Regions from separate parts of the Mus musculus genome. Here regions 1 and 3 are each linked to region 2. A link is a contact called in public Hi-C and Micro-C data. All regions are on one chromosome and are shown on one strand. The core of a region is the stretch at or near the end of the contact, and the rest is flanking DNA. Distances in the headings are between cores, read along the strand shown. Region 1 holds the start of Polk (polymerase (DNA directed), kappa). Region 2 holds the start of Ankrd31 (ankyrin repeat domain 31). Region 3 overlaps Gm41027 (a long non-coding RNA gene).

The links. Hi-C and Micro-C count contacts between places; a contact is called where the count stands out from the background.
Region 1: a contact with region 2 is called in a Micro-C map of embryonic stem cells, with 3 times the contacts expected there. The contact joins the promoter of Polk here to the promoter of Ankrd31 in region 2. A contact is called at or near these places in 1 of 39 promoter capture datasets (hippocampal neurons), 1 of 484 Hi-C or Micro-C datasets (embryonic stem cells) and 2 of 115 datasets of contacts at active chromatin or transcription factors (bone marrow-derived macrophages and embryonic stem cells).
Region 3: a Hi-C map of liver shows a contact between it and region 2, with 5 times the contacts expected there. The contact joins the enhancer-like site here to the promoter of Ankrd31 in region 2. A contact is called at or near these places in 4 of 484 Hi-C or Micro-C datasets (embryonic fibroblasts and liver) and 2 of 115 datasets of contacts at active chromatin or transcription factors (hepatocytes and liver).

What each region holds. Positions count from the first base shown.
Region 1 is chr13:96,541,179-96,543,878 of GRCm38.p6, reverse strand. Polk (polymerase (DNA directed), kappa) reads left to right here and starts at 1,300. Exons shown (of 15, transcript NM_012048.3): 1 at 1,300-1,552. It overlaps Cert1 (ceramide transporter 1), which reads right to left and starts at 1,144. Exons shown (of 18, transcript NM_023420.2): 1 at 620-1,144. The coding sequence starts at 715.
Region 2 is chr13:96,746,874-96,749,573 of GRCm38.p6, reverse strand. Ankrd31 (ankyrin repeat domain 31) reads right to left here and starts at 1,281. Exons shown (of 26, transcript NM_001370928.1): 1 at 1,207-1,281; 2 at 939-1,109. The coding sequence starts at 1,042.
Region 3 is chr13:96,979,377-96,982,076 of GRCm38.p6, reverse strand. The region is part of intron 1 of Gm41027 (a long non-coding RNA gene); the gene reads left to right. Among named protein-coding and RNA genes, the nearest start is that of Gm41027, 3.1 kb to the left of the region's middle. Within about 2 kb of position 1,381, at least 2 of the 459 cell types and tissues checked have an H3K27ac peak or open chromatin away from gene starts, as enhancers often do. A contact at or near this core is called in hepatocytes and liver, where this site is marked.

The sequences.
Region 1 (2,700 bases), core at 51-2,550, 210 kb after region 2:
TTTCTGAACTTGGACAAGGAGGGGGTAAGGTACAAAAGTGCCGCACACGCTTCCTACACCAAAGATCACTCACACCTCAAAGTTTACTATCTCAGATTTCAAGGCCAAACCCAGTCAACTGGTTTGCCTAAGTTACACCAATTAAGAGCCGAACAGCACCTGCCCCCATTCTGGTAGGGGCCTCCAAAATACAGTCTGAAAGGTCGATTTCACCGCCCTCCTGCCCAGCACTTCTTCAGACACCACGGGTTGCCCAACCCAGATTCCTACACCCCAGACAGCTGCGGCCTTGGGTTCCAAGTTACCAGATGCACCTTGCCTCCCGAACTAGATCACGGATTTAATACAAGCTTTCCAAGGTCCTCCGCCAAAGCTGACAGGATCCAGGAATTGGGGGGCTAGCGGTAAGGACAGTCCCAAGCACCTCCTATCCCATCCCTGGCCAGGCACTCATTCCAAGACGACCTTTCGGCCCCGCACCCCAGCACATTCCGCAGCCCCCGCCCCGGGACAGTCGGTGCCTCCAGTCCAGCCCCACCCCAGGTCCCGAGCGGCTCCCCCTCGCCTCGCGGCAGGTGAGTCCCGGCAGCGGATCCACGGTCCCCGCGGGGCAGCTCACCTTGCTGAGGACCCCGCAGCGCTCCACAGGCGGCCCGGACTCCGTCTCCGGATCCTCCTCCGAGCCCGACGAGTTCCAGCTCTGGTTATCCGACATGGAGACGCGACAGCCGAGCAGGAGACCGGCCCCCGCTCCGCGAGCTGCGCCAGTGCAGGCGCCTAGTCCCTGGGGTGAAGGGTCGGGGGATGGCACCGCCAAGAGAGCCCGCTCCGGGGAGTGAGGGAACAGGAAGAGGGACGAAGCGCGCCCGCCGCGCCGCCGCCGCCGCGCCTGACACCGAGCGGACCGGGGAAGGAGGACGAGCGGCGAAGAAAGCCTGCCCTTCCAGCCGTCAGCCGCCGTGGCCGTGACCCCTGCGCTGCGCCCGGCGCCGCCACCTGAACTCGGCCCCCTAGATGCCAACCTCAGTCAGGGAGGGAGGAGGGGAGGAAGACGGGAAGAGCCAAGCCAACGGCAGAGACCCAGATCCACTCACTCACACCTCCGCTACAGCCGCCATCTTCCTGCCGGGTCCACTATTTACCCTCCCTCCTCTCTCAGCTCCCTCCCCTCCGTCCTCCCATCCTCCCTCCACCCCGCCCCGGGCCCCTCCCGGCGGCTCGCGACGCTCCCTACCTCCGGCCCTCCCGGGTGACGACGGGTAGGGAAGGAGGCGGAGCCGGGAGAGGAGAAAGCTGAACAGGGAAGCCGCTGCGCTGCATTCTGGGAAGGCTGGCGCTCCGTCCGCCGCGCAGCCTCCTGGGAGTTGTAGTCGCAATCCTAGGCAACTGGTGTGTGTCCTGGGCGCGCCTAAAGGCTGGTTGCCTAGGGGAACCTTCTGAAGGCAAGTGGGCTTCTTTTGAGAGTTGCGTGCCCCTTTCCGTCCAGCCTGGCTTCCGATTCTGCCTTGCGTGTTTGTGACGAGCCAGCGAGCCGGGACGTGAGAACCCTCAGGTGAGGATGGTGGGCTGTGCGACGCTGCTTTCCGGAAAGCCCGGGAACATCTTTGCAACTTGCCTGGGCAAAAATGATAGGGACTCCGTCGCTTCACTCAGGTTAGGAGTTTATGATCTCTCCAGTCGCAAACTGAAGATTTGCTTCCTCTCTAAAACCGTCACTGTTAATTCCGAAGGACTACTGTCTATGTCTTCGGAAGTAGACTTAATATTTGACGTTTACTGCTGTTGGAGGAAGAATTCCTTCAGACTATTTTCTCACTGTTAATTTATAGAATTTTTATCTCGTGCAATTAATGTTGAGGTTGTCAGAGAACAAATAACGTTTAAAGAACTTCTTAAAAAGGAAATTAGGGTCATATTATATCCTGAAGTTTTCTCTTAGTTGTGAACAAGTATCTCCCCGGAGACCCATGTTAACCATCTTTTTCCTCCCCGGAAGACAGGATAACTTGGATAGAAACTTTCTATCATTAAGATCAAAATGCGAGTTTTACTAAATAATAAGGAATTAGGCAATAGGTAGCTATCAAATTCCTGATCATTTCCAACTTTGAAATTCCTTATTTAACTGCAGAAAGAATTTCTACCTGCTACCCAGATGGAAAAGTAAGAAATTTTGAGTGTTTGGGGGTAGGGTGGGGTGTTAAGGCACAATGACTAAGAAAAAACAAACAAACAAAACAAACAAAAACTCTGGGAGCAATCGAAGAGTCCTACACTCCACATGACAGGAAGTAGCCCTGAGAAGTTCTTGTGTAGAAGCATTCCTGGAGACTAAATGCAGTAGAATCTAAGTCTACTGTATGTCAGATACAAATGATTTTCCATCGTAAAATCATGACAAACATAACTGAAAGATATTCAAATGAATAAAACCTTAAGAGATAAAGATTTTAAGAATACCTTATCAGGGTGTTAAAACATAGCCCAAGGAGATATATGTACACACACACACACACACACACAGAGAGAGAGAGAGAGAGAGAGAGAGAAGAGGGCAAACCACTTTGTAAATTACAAGAGTATGCATTTAGATAGTTTGCTTTGCTTACTAAGTCAGATATGAATAGAATTTCTGATTCTTGTGCTAGGTTTTAGAATCACTGCTCTTAAAGAAAGTGGTTGTAAATATTGAGGAACTCA
Region 2 (2,700 bases), core at 32-2,531:
CATCACTCCACGTCTATTTCACAATTCTGAAAGATTTAACTGCTTATACATCCCAAAATCCATAACTCAATGTGGTTCCACCTCTCCATCTATACCCCTCCACTTCCTTATCCAAGAACACCACTCTTTCTTCACATGGCTGACTCCTACATCACCTTCAAGCTTCCACTCAGAAGCAAACTCTGACAAGGACCCATTACTGTGTGAGGTAAGGGTCCCTCTGAGTTCCCAAACCCACATCCCTGAATACCACATAGAAGACTGAAGTACACTATTTCAACCTTTTAAAAAAAAATCCCTGTGTCTAACACTGAATACATTCAAATAGAGCTCTGATAAGCTGAAATACCTTTTCTCTTTAAAAATATTTCATTTATCATTTTTTAATGTGCATTGGTGTTTTGCCTGAATGTGTGTCTGTGTGATAGTGTGTGTCAGTTCCCCTGGAACTGGAGTTACAGACAGCTGTGAGCTGCCATGTGGGTGCTGGGAATTAAACTCGGTCCTCTGGAAGACCAGTGATCTTACCCACTGAGCTATCTCTCCAGCCCCATTCTTTCTTATAACACTTTTCCAGTTTGATACAAACCTGTTTCCCCAATATAGTTCTTATAAGAAATCCTGTGAACCACTTCCTAGGTCAAAGCTTAAGTTTGGGCAAAGCGGTCCTTGTCCATCGCCAAAGTACTTAGACTCATTTTGAGACGTACGGGGATTTTAAATGCCATAAAACGACCACCATCACCATACGGTCTCTAGCTGGGCTCGGCCTGACAGCCATTGCTATATGTAAATACTCAGCAAAGCTGTCCTCAAACGCTCTCTCACTCACAAGCCCGGTCCAGCCAGCGGCGGCCATTTCCACTCAAAAACCTAGACAGGAAGCCTAGACCGCCAGCGGTGCTAGAGTTCAGTGCTCAAGCCCTAATGGCAGTCACCTTCTCCAGGGAAGCTCCTCGTCTTCCGGTTCGTTCTCTGTCACCGACCCTTCGATCACCGTTTCATCACTGTCACAGTCTGAGGCCTCGGCACCGTTCTCCATTTTCAGCCCCTCACTCAAGGGTTATTACTCTTCCTCTACTTCCCTCTTATCGGCAAGTGAAAGGACGCTACGTGGAAAGGAGGGAAATGAGAATTAAACAACAACAACAATAACTAACAAAGGGAAGGCGTCTCTGGGCGCCGAAGACGCCAAAATCCACACACAATAGGCAGCATGGTCGTCGAAGCTTGGTCACGCCTGCTCTCGCGCCCCACCAGAGCGCAGCCGCACACCACAGTGCTGCGCGCGCAACCCCAGAGCCCCACCAGGACCAGGAGCCCGAGCCCCGCCCCTAACACGAGGAAACCCCGCCCCTGGTCCCCCACGCCCCGCCCCCAGCTCCTGAGGCCCCCCCTGCCCCATCCACCGGCACTACTGACCAGGATGTGTAAAGGCCAGAAAGGCCGCCTTATGAATCTGGTCTGCTCTGAGATTCTGATCTACCAGAATGGGGTCGGACCTCCAAAGCTGCTTTGCAGCAGTTTGCTAATAACTTCTGATTGGATTATCTATACCATCCTGCACATCCCAGAGGCCGCAGCTTCAGAAGATTCTGAAGCCAGAATGTAATCTTAGACTCACAGGGTTTTACAGTCCACCAAGTGCCTTCTTACTTTTTAATCCCTTAGATAATACTTCTCTAAGTGTTCCCCTAAAAGAAATGTTTATCAAAGGTTTTCCGGTTCCCTAATCCAGTAGATACACATTTTGTATAATTCTCTCACAACTATAAATTACTCTGAAACACAGATTACGTAGGAAAAGAAGTAGAGATGCTTTTCCCCTTTATCAAATGTTAGAATAGTAGTGGTGCCTAGCAACACTCAAAAATGATTATTTTCTCAGTGAAGATCTAGGTTTTTGTTTTTGTTTTTTAATTCATTTGATGGCTTTTAAAAATGTTGCTACTCTCTTCCCTCCCTCTCTCCCTTCCCCCCTCCCTCCCTCTTCACAGGGATCAAACTTGGGCTGTCAGGCTTAGTGAGTGCTTTGCCACCACAGCCACCCTCTGAAGTGTCTTTCGCAACCTACCTGAGCGTTTTGTGTGGTTCTGGAGAGTGAACCTTGGGGCCCACTAGACAAGTGTCTACCACTCAGCACTGTCTCCAGCATCCTTTTGACTTTCTAAGTCAAGGTGTCACAGAGTTCCCTAGGCTGGCCTCCATGTACGTTGTAGCCCAGGCTGGCTTCGAATTTGACATGCCCCTGCCTCAGTCTTCTGCGTAGTTGGGATTAAAAGCCTGCATGCACTCCCAGGGCCACGCTTTATTTGAAGGTTTTTAATTCAAACTATAGTTGTACAACCCATGAAGACAATTCGGCCAATAATGACTATGATTGCCTGGTCATGTCTGAAGTCTTAGTCTGTGTGAGCACAATCAGTGATGTCCGTAAAGCCTCACAAGTGTTCAAGACACACATCACAGAGAGCGTCCATGTGCCACCTGAGGGCTTAAAGACTCGGGACAAGACTGGGTTTCTTTCTTTTCCTGGAATTTTTACGTGTGTGTGTGTGTGTGTGTGTGTGTGTGTGTGTGTGTGTGTGTGTGAGTGGTTTGTCAAGGGAGTGGGTGGAGCTAAGGTTTTCTGATGCCCTTTTCACACCTTACAGTGGCTCGTCAGTCCCACCTTTCGTCTTTACTACTAGATCATGTTTC
Region 3 (2,700 bases), core at 132-2,631, 230 kb before region 2:
CCCCTTATCTCGCTGTTGATTCTTGACTTGAGGAATACCATTTGGCTCAGCTCCTGCTGACCTTCTGCAAGCCTGAAATGTAACTGCCATGGTCCCCTTATCACTCCTGTTACTTGCAGGTCGCTCACGAGGCCTTGGTAACAATGGAGTGTTACTGAAAAGCCAGTTCTTTGTCTGGCTACACACAGTGTTCCTTTGGTTTCAGACAGATGTCATTGCTCACACCATCTAAGAAAGGTCTGTCCACGAAAGACTTCTACTTGTTCATTGCTGATTGCTGGCTCCCCCCCCCACCCCCCATGCCACTTTTTTTGTTTTTCGAGACAGGGTTTCTCTGTATAGCCCTGGCTGTCCTGGAACTCACTTTGTAGACCAGGCTGGCCTCGAACTCAGAAATCCACCTGCCTCTGCCTCCCGAGTGCTGGGATTAAAGGCATGCGCCACCACGCCCGGCTCCCCCCCCCCACTCCCCTTTTAATCTATTTTCCTAGTGACTCTAAGTGGAAGAGTCTGGTCTGAATACTTGGTCCCTTTAATAGGTTTACCAAAATTAATTTCCAAAAGACTCCATTTCTTTTTTCTCCTAGAACTGTAAATTCTTAGATCTTTGAAGATGGAGGTGTCAGGGTTCTCGGGATGACTACCTAACCCCTAAGGCAATCAAACTCACCCTTGACTGAAGGAATTCAGCTAGTGCCTCCTGGCAAGCCCATTTGGATCGATATTTGTGTAAGATTAAATCCCTTTCTGTAGCTTGTGTTTAGAGAGACCATCTCAAACCATTGCCAGGGCCAGGCAGTGCCAGGTGAGGAGAAACTGGGAAACAGTGATTTCACCCGTCAGCCATAGGGTAAGAGATATATGGTCAGCTGCTGTTCAGAGTTCTCTTTATTTTTTTAAAATTACATTTCATTTATTGTGTGCATGTATGTGTACACGTATGTGTGTCTGTGTGGGAACACACATACCACAGTGTGTGTAGAGGCCCAGAGACCTGTAGTTTTCTCTTTCTACCACATGGATTCCAGGGATGAAACCGAAACCATCAAGATTGTCAGAGGTGCCTCTTTACCTGCCGTTATCGTGCTGTCCCTGTTCTGAGGTCTCTGGGACCATGGTTTTGAATGGGTTTAACTCAGAACTCCAAGTAAAGCCAACTGTCCTCCCTAATGTGGGTGGACCTCACCCACTGCATGTAGTCCTGAATAGGGCAAAAGGTTGGCTCTCCCCCAATTAGGAGGGAATCCTTCCCTTTCTTGGCTCCTTTTCAAATGGGCTATCACTGGCTCACTGCCTTTGGACTTTGCCTTAGTCAGGGTTTCTATTGCTGTGATGAAACACTATGACCAAAACTAACTTGTTTACATTTCCACATCACAGTCCAACATGTAAGAGTAGAAACTCAAGACAGGGACCTGGAGGGAGGTACTGAAGCCCAGACCATGGGGTAGTGCTGCTTCCTGGCTTACCATCAAGCACAGGTAGTGCAATGTCCCCTGTGGGATGGCCCCACTCACATCAATCACTAATTTAAAAATGCACCAGGAAGCCGGGCGATGGTGGCACACGCCTTTAATCCCAGCACTTGGGAGGCAGAGGCAGGCGGATTTCTGAGTTCAAAGCCAGCCTAGTCTATAGAGTGAGTTCCAGGACAGCCAGGGCTGTACAGAGAAACCCTGTCTCAAAAAACCAAAACCAAAACTAAACTAAACTAAATCAAACCAACCAACCAACCAAACAAACAAAAAAACACGCACCAGGAGCTTTCTGTTTGGACAATCTAGTGGGAGCATTTTCTCAATTGAGATTCGTTTTTCCCAAATGACTATCTAGTGTCAAGTTGGTGTAAAAGTTGCCAGCGCAGACTTGATCTGAAACATCAGCCATCTTAGGTCTCAAGCCTGTTGGCCTTCAGAGTGACACTTCCCAATCAGCTGTCCTGGGTCTCCATCTTGCACTGGCACACTGTCTGTCATGGCCACAGAAGCCAACCTCATAATCTCAGTCTCACCCCTCCCCCTTCATAATGCACTCACATAGGTAATAGGGTCACGTGGAGGAGCCGAGGAGTCCCCAGGTCAAGAGCTTGTTCAACAAGCTCTTAATGGTATACCACACAGTTCTGTATTTAATAACATACGTAACACTTGATAGTCACGACAATAAATGGCTGTGTTAATGGTTTATGTCGTTACTATACTATATCTTTATTGTTACTTAATTATACTTATTTAAAACATTGTTTGAAATCCTACACTTGGGAGCCTGAAGCAGATGGATTGTAAGTTCTAGGCCACCCCAGACTATGTAACAATAGCTTGCCTAAAAAAGAGAGAAAGAGAAAAAAATCAAGAGGGAAAGAGTGGGAGGAAAGGAAGGACAGGCGCACCAATCTCAGGCTCTGCTTTACTGTAGTTTTTGTTTAGATGTGTTTAGCCACTCAGATTCTCTCGCTGATGTGTTACAACTATGGTATCCAGGGCAATCACATGCTGACATTTCTGTGCCACCTGACTTGTATACATATACTCTGTGATGTTCATACAACGTCAGAATGAACTTACAACAGTTTTTCTTCCTTCATTTTTAAGGCGGAGTCTCATAGTATAGACCAGATTGGCCTGGAGTTCCCTATGTTGTCTAAGTAATCCGCTGGCTTCAGCTTCCCAAGTGGGCATTACAGGCAATGCAGTGCATCTC